Regions from separate parts of the Arachis hypogaea genome. Here region 2 is linked to region 1. A link is a contact called in public Hi-C data. All regions are on one chromosome and are shown on one strand. Each heading gives the region's core, a stretch centred on a gene start, on an enhancer-like site or on the middle of the called end of the contact. The rest is flanking DNA. Distances are from core to core; before and after follow the strand shown. Region 1 has its middle 23 kb from the start of LOC112741962. Region 2 has its middle 4.3 kb from the start of LOC112741963.

Region 1 (4,254 bases), core at 865-3,364:
TCAAATTTTGTTGTTGTTTGTTTGATATACCTATTATTGTTCTTCAGATTATTGGGTTGCTGTGTTTTTTTTTAATTGTTATTATTGTAATTCTTGGGATATAGATTGCTTTTGTTTTTTGTTATTAGGTTGTTGGTTTTTTTATTCCAATCTTGTTCTTGTTAATTCATTAAATTATTGTTATTGTGATTTTTGCTGTTGAGATTGTTCTTGCTAGTGAGTATATTAATTTGGATTTGTTGAAATTTGTTAGACTATAACTATATTTGGTGTGTTTATAATAGAGGAATAGATAAAGGGGCAGCTAGCATGGTTTCATTGATTGTTGTTTCAATTCTCCCTCTTCTCTGCTGCAAGAAGCTCACCCTCTCACTAATTCAATCTTCTTTCTTAATGATTGTGAATTTGCTTATTTTATTGATGGTTGAATTATTCACACTATACCTTATACTTTCCTTAATTCAATATAATTGTTGAGTTTGCCTGCATGGTTATATGATATCAGTTTATTTATATTTATTATTTTATTATAAAACGATTTTTTCGATTCAACTACGATCAAATTGGTTGAACTTATGAACCAATAAATTAGTAATTAGAATGGTTTAATGATCAGTTCGGTTTTTAGAACTTTAGTAAATACTAAATACTATAAAAATGAAAAGTATATTATAAAATTATGAAAGAGAAGTAAAAAAAATGTAAGAGTCAGATTTTGAGAATAAAAATTTTAAGGATCAAATTTATGTTTATAAATATTTTATTATTTTAAAATTATAAATTTGACATTGTAGTATGTGCAATGCTTGTCGTTGTTTTTATTTTATGTAAAATAATTTTTTTAAAAAGTCATATTTGTAGAAAGTATTATGTACATATACAAGTATATATAATATTAACTACGTACTAACTATACCTATTTATGAATATATAGTACTATACAAGAATGAATATATAAATAATAACTTGTCAGTAATACTAGTGTATAATACTGTTTTTAAATACCTATAATATATATTATGAATTTAAATTATTCACAAATATAAGCATATATATATAATTAATATATTTTTGTAAACTTGTATTATTTATTATTAAAAAAATTTGTAATATCTTCAAACAATAATTACAACTTTTAAAGACATAAGTTTTTAGAAATATATATATTCAATTGATTGAATATATCATAGCCATTACAATTACAACTTTAATGCAACTATAGTCATTGAACCCGTACATACATTCAACTTTGTCATCGGAGCCTTTGTGACTTTCGCAACTATATATTACCATTATTTTATTTAGGTTAAAAACTCACATTTTTCTAAAAGATATGTTTATGTGCTCAAAGAGTACTTTAAGAGGCTGAGAAGTGTTATATAAATAGTTACAAAATATGTAGTGTGATTCTTTCATGTGTGTGTGTGAAATGATATCACACAATAATTGGGAGATGATATAATTGAAGGCCACAATTTAGGTACGATGAATATAATCTGTCACAGAGATATATAACTGACGCTGCTCTTTTGATCTCCAAAAGTATCATCTATGTTAATTCATGTAATAAGATTTTGGTAGAGTGCATATTACTATTGTTACTATTAAAGTATTTTTTTCATCAAATGTATTTTTTAGAAGTTAATTTTTTAAAAAATTTAGGATTAATTTAATAATAAATTATTAAAAATAACTTTTAATACAAATAAATCAAGTTTAGTTGTCAAGTAGTTATATTTGTCTTTTAAGTCTTTTGAAAATTTAGTTGTCAAGAATACAATTGATACAAATTAAAAATGTAAGGAATAAAATTAAAATAAAATAAAATTTAGAGATATTTTTAAAACTTTTGATAAAATTTAAAAACAAAAAAATATACTTTACATTTATTATTATTATCATTATTATTATTATTATTATTATTATTTAACCAAAATCCAAATAATGAAGTAGTTAATTAATTAAAGAGTAGAAATTTATGTGGTACACAATAATAATTGATTTAATTAGTGATACATGAAGAAGATTCAAAATTTGATAGCTGGAACTATATATTATGTAATCAAGATTTTGTTTTATTTTGCAACCAAAGATCAAGAAGACACTCTTCACGTGGCAGCATATGCACAACTTGATATGTAGCTCGTGATGAGGCTCTAAATCTAGTAGTCTACATTAATTTTTAATGAAGAGCCTCACTAATTATAAATTAAACTAACAAAATCAAACCTAGCTAAATAATGCTTCATTCATTCATTAATGAATCTTCCTAAAGTCTGGAGAAATTAGTAATCAACAGTGACATATATGTCGCTATACTATAGTCTATATATTTATTGGTTATTAATTAATAATGCTAAAAAAAAAAACAGTTAGAATTTGTCTTATTTAATATTTATTAATTGTCTAATTTAGTCAGAACTAGTAAGTTATGGCTATTTTTAGCTAATTTTTTTTTGTTATTACCAAACATTTTCTATATTAATAATACACCAATAAACTGTTTGTGCCAATTTTCGAGTAGTCAATTGTTTCAGTTTTAGAAGGTTAACAGGAAAAAGAATTAAAAAAAATAAACAAAAATATTATGCACACAATAAATTAATAATTATATATTTGTGTATATAAGTATATATAATTTAATTTATTTTTAATATATATTTATATTAGTTACTGATTTTAATGTATATTAATATATTTGTATAAAAAATTATATATTTATATGTCATGCATGAATTATTTTAGAAAAACATGACAACAAGTATTTTGGACATTGCATTTGTTATTCTTTAATTTAAAACAAAAGCTGACCTTTTATAATTTGTTTGACCAGTGTATGTAAGTAGATGATGATTTAGTGATTTACGTTTTAATAAGAAGCATATACGTACGGATATTAGGGTTTTGCTTCCACAAGGGATTGGACAATGTACAATAAGGACATCACCTTAATTCTAAAATATGGTAAGACTATTTTCAAAGAACAAAACTTGAAAAAATTGGTTATTTAGCAATTAGAATAACGGTTAAGAATAATAGAATATTGAATTTGAAGATGCGTGGATAATATTATCCGAGAATTAATATTTTTCATATATATATATAATATTAAATTAATACACTAGCTTCTAGTAAGATTAGTAACACAACCGTACCCACATCTGCGATTATATGTTGAAGCTGTTCTAATCCAATCAGAGTGAATTAAAAATCAACCCATAACGAATAAGATCTTATTTGAGTACCGAACTTACTCTATCCGTCTAATCGACATTCTTAATATGGTGAATGCTACTCAATTCCTCTAAAATAACATGTAACTTATCCTTTATCATGTGTCACATTGTAATTGGTCCTTATCTTAACTATAGTTGGGTTATTTTGTAATTTATTGTTTGAGATTGAAATTGGTATAATTTTTTAAAATATCAAAATCCAACTCCCGTTAATTGAAACACATTTTCACTACTCCATTCTTTCTTCGTCACTTCATCACCTAGATTAGGTCCTTCCAAGCACTGCCGTCGCGTTCGTGACAAGAAGCGTCGACGTGGTCGCTATCTACTGTCCTCCCACACAATCTCTCTTTCTTCAGTGCATCATTCTTTAGTAACGTCGTTGAATTCTATCGTCCGTAACTTCATCGTCCTTTTCGGTATAGCTAGCGTCTTTTTTTTGCCATGAATCACTGCTTACCCACGCAATTAATGGTTAATTTAGTTATTAAATTTTTTTATTATCTTTATTTAAGTACGTGATGGAATATATATTCATATGTAAAATATAATATAATAAAATAAATCTATTTAAAATATTTAAAAGTATAATTAAAATCATGAACATACAAATATAATAATAAAATTTGTACTCCAAAAAAATAAACATATTTTTTATCATATATATTATTTAAAAATAAATATATTATTAAAATTAATAACAGAAATTTAAAAGGATAAAATTTAACTTTTTTACCGTATTTTTATAGTATTTTTATTTTTTTAATTTATTAGTACTTTGTTATTTAATTAATAATTAAATAAATTATTTTTATGAAAAAATATTTTTTATATTATATTAAAGAAGAGATCAATATAATAGTTTAAAAAATAAATTAAAAAAAATATTTTAAATAAAAATATTTAATATTAAAATTTTAAATAGAAAAATAAATTATATAAATATTTAAGAGATAAATATAAAATACATACCTAAAATAAATAAAACAGACAAAATGGGAGTACTCTTAAGAAATAG
Region 2 (4,287 bases), core at 297-2,796, 39 kb before region 1:
TCCAATGAAAGCTAAGGAACATTTTTACTAGTATTCATCAGCGACCGTACAGCAGGGTCTTCCTCCAAACCAAGCCATAGAAGTAAAAGATTAATGTTTAAGAGAATCAATTCTTTCTTTTTAATAGATATTATTTTAAGTTTTTTTAAATAGATTATTTAATTTTATTTATTTTAAATTTTAAATTTTAAGTAATAAATATTTAATTTTTGATTTTTAATTATAAATTTTAAAAAATTAAATTCTCTTAAAAAAAGTTAAATTTTTTAAAATTAAAAAATATGAACTAATATTAACCAACTAAAAATTAGTTTTATACTTTTTCAAATACTAAAAATCTTCAAAGTCTCTTAAAATAAATATATAAGAAGAGTTTAATTTTATTTATCAAAACTATTACGTACATCTGCATTAAAATTAACTACTAAAATTAATCATTATATATTTTTACATAAATACATATAGTTGGTATATATTTAATATAGTTGTTTATTTATTTATATGCACTAATGCACTATTAGTATTAAATTCTTTTACGTTAAATTTTAATTAGTTTTTATTATCTACTATATGTATCTGTTATATTTATATATGAATAGGACAAAGAGGATTGAAAACGAAATAGTAACCACATTAACTCCACTCTTTTATTATTTTACATATTTAATAAAAAAATAAAAATGATGTCTATTATTTATCTATTAGTATAAATAAAGTGGGTTTTTTAAGGTGTATAAGTTATTAGTTATTTCTGTGTATGTATGTGATAACACTTTCATGTAAAATATTTGTACATCTACAATACAATGAAAATAAAACTCTGAGAAAAAAAAATCTTCAAAACATTTTGGGATGAGGATTGATTATTTATGAGTTAATCAGGATTTGGTTAATACTAATCTAAACAAGTAGTATTAAAGATACTGTTCCCCCATGTGCTTTTGCTACCACTTCGTCCCTACACCAACATAATCACAATTTAATACTGTCTGCTAATTATTAATTATGTGCAAAATAATGTATAAATTTATAATAAAAAAATTGTTAGACCAGTGATATACAATTTCGTTTCTTGTAAAAATAAGGAAGACACAAATTTATAGTAGGTTTGATTTGCGTTTTTAATTTTAGTATTTTTTTATTTTAAAAATTTTATATATAAAAAAGGAAAACAATAAAAATAACTAAATATTATTTTTGTTTTTACTTTAATTTTTCATAAAATTTTAAAAATAAAAATTCAAACTAAACACACTTCTAAATTTTGGAAAATCTACTTATTGAAAAGAGTAACCTTAAATTTTTTATTTCTAAAATTGAGATAATAAACCTCCCATCATTTTAATTAATTTTAAGATAGATCTATCCTTAAAAAAAAAAAAAGAAAATGGGTAGGTTGGTGGAATCAGTTGAGGGATGCCCTCTTTTTGTCTTTAGCTTTGGGTGGTTTCTCTGTCTTTGGTTGACAAACAATGACATATTAGGCAGACCAAATGGAAGGGCAAAGGAGAAAGGACCACACATACATACATTATTAATTTATTATACATATAATAATAATATGAAAACCTTTTTCAATAGTATCCTCTGATTAATGGATATAGTGTCACATGCTTTTGCTTTTGTAGTTTACCTCTATCAAATTTTTATTATTAATTAATATTATATTGTTGCATTGCTTGCATTCTCAATTGATTAATTAGGTCGCAGTTGTGACTTGTATATATGTGGTGGTTGTGGATAAAACCCTACATATTAGGGCTGCTCCCTTTACCAAACGTATTAGGGTTCTCTTCTTTCTTTTCTTTATCTTAATTTGGTCCCACTTGTGCCTTTGATAACTTAATTTAGAGTCCAACGAGAGAATTAACTTTTTTTCCCCAACCAATAATATGATATAGGGCGAGCAGAAAAAATGACAATTTACTGATGAATATTAGCTTTCCAGGGTTTTTTTTTTTTTCATTCAATTAACTCCTTTATAAATATTCTTTCTTAAAAAAAAAATCTAAGTTGTCATTATAAGTTTTTAATATCTAATCATATAATATTAACTTAATCATCTGTACTATTTAAGAGTCATATAAACATAAATACCTGATTAAATCACTAGCTATGTGCAAAATAATGCAATATAAGAGTTAAACTTTGATTTAAATATTCCCTCTAATTTTGTCTTTCATGAATTTCAATCTAACAATTCTTTTCTTTTATTTCTTTTTTCTGATACTGGATAGAAACACGAGATCCTTAAAGGAGAGAAAGGCTAATTTAATACTACATATGATACTAATTGGCCCATGAAAATGTACTTTACTCTTAATTCTTAGGGCACTATATCATGAAAAAAATTTCATAAAATTGCTTGATTAACAGGACAAAGTATATTAATGGTTTTAGATTTATCACATTTCCGTCAACAAATATATATATATATATATATATATATATATATATATATATATATATGACGTCTTTTCAAGCAAAAAATTCTTTTTTAGGATTTTTATAAATTTTGTATATTTTTAAATATATCTTATGCTAAAATTTTTGAAATTAACAAAAATTCTTATATCTTTATGTTATAAATTTTTTTTATATGTATGTTATAAAAATTTTGATACAGTATCAACAAATTATTTGTTTTAAAAAGTTTAAGCGAATAAATTAAAACATTACATAAATAAATAACAAAATTACCATAATTAAGAAACACCTAAATAAACATTTGTCCCAGTGTTTGGCGAAATCAAGGTAAAGATTCCATTTTTGAGAGCAAATGACATTTCATCATGGCCAACTTTTGATTTGTTTCATCACCAACTGCCCCATTTCATTTCAACCATTATTAGAAAACACAACAAACAAACCAAACAAGACAAAAGATCACGAAGGAAACAGTATCCTGATAATAGTTCGTTAGCAACTAGTCAACTACGGTTTTCTTTAGCACTTTTGTTCTCCAAAGACATGAATAATAATCATATTTTTTAGGTGTACGAAAAGAGTAATAATGATAACCATAATATTAGAAAGATAAAAAAAATTGTTTAAATTTAGTTTATTTAAATTTATTAATTATAAAAATAATTAATAAATAATAAATAAGATAAATTTTAATTATTTTTAATTAATTTTTTTATTATCAAATATTTTCATAATGATAATGATAATACAACATTTATTTTTTAAAAAATATTAAAAAATTAATTAATCATCAAGCTATAAAAATAAGGAAACAAATTAAAGGCAAGACTTCCCTCTACATCATAGACTCATAGTAATAATTATTGTCCTTTTTATTGATTATTTTGATCTCTTTCTTCTCTTTTACATATATTCGGGGTACGTCATGAGAATAATTTGTTTTTTTTTTTCTTTTTGTATATGATTTGATGCTTGGCTTACCATTGAAATCAAATTGCTACTGATTGACCAATAATCTTTTAGCTGATTCATCATTTCATTCAATTCAAGCTCTTTTATACTTTATTGTTTTAGTTTATATAATAATAAGGTTTAACACGTGTATTGAGTAAAGGAAAGAGCCAAAATATAGAGTATAGTTACTCTTATAAGGATCAAAAGATGATAAATTTTTTCTAATTAATTTAGCTTATTCAAGGAGTTTAATGTTTAAGTAAAGGTCCATATGTTAAACATTTAGAATATGGATTGTCTAGTATTATTCAATTAGCTGTGTTTTTTACTACTAGTTATATTTAATATTTAATTGAAAAATAATATCAATACATTTAAATTGACGTCTCATTTTTATACATTTAATTTATAATCATTAATTTAATTACAATTCTTTACTTTTATCCACTTTCTTATTTTTTTAACAGTATTTTTCAGTTTAGCAAACTAAAAATTAATTTATCGTAAATTAAAATTTCATTTAAAAACTTCATTTAAAAATTTATTATTGATCAATAAATCTTATTTTTGTCGTAATATTTAAGTTAATACCTCAAATTGACATCAATTAAAATATGCAAATAATATATCTATAAATTTATGAGTCATAAGAAAGTTGGTATGGGAGTTAATCTATAATAAAAAAGGTTAGCAGCTGTAATGCGTGGATTGGCATCTCGAAGGTTAGGAAAAATTTTCAAAAAAATTTAATCTCAAGAATTAACATAATTTATTATTTTTTATTATAGTATTTTTTGTCATCGATTCAATTTTTTTAATTTAATAATTTAATATTATATTTTTAGTCTATATTTTCAAATAGTGTTAACTAATAATTGGTCGAAACAATAAATTATGTTGATCATT

The links. A called contact is a pair of places that touch in the nucleus more often than the background predicts.
Region 2: a contact with region 1 is called in a Hi-C map of leaf, with 4 times the contacts expected there. The contact joins two enhancer-like sites. A contact is called at or near these places in 3 of 8 Hi-C or Micro-C datasets (leaf and an unstated tissue).

The regions. Positions count from the first base shown.
Region 1 is chr14:36,014,406-36,018,659 of arahy.Tifrunner.gnm2.J5K5, reverse strand. No RefSeq gene overlaps it. Among protein-coding and RNA genes, the nearest start is that of LOC112741962, 23 kb to the right of the region's middle. Within about 2 kb of position 2,114, at least 1 of the 3 cell types and tissues checked has open chromatin away from gene starts, as enhancers often do.
Region 2 is chr14:36,052,445-36,056,731 of arahy.Tifrunner.gnm2.J5K5, reverse strand. No RefSeq gene overlaps it. Among protein-coding and RNA genes, the nearest start is that of LOC112741963, 4.3 kb to the left of the region's middle. Within about 2 kb of position 1,546, at least 2 of the 3 cell types and tissues checked have open chromatin away from gene starts, as enhancers often do.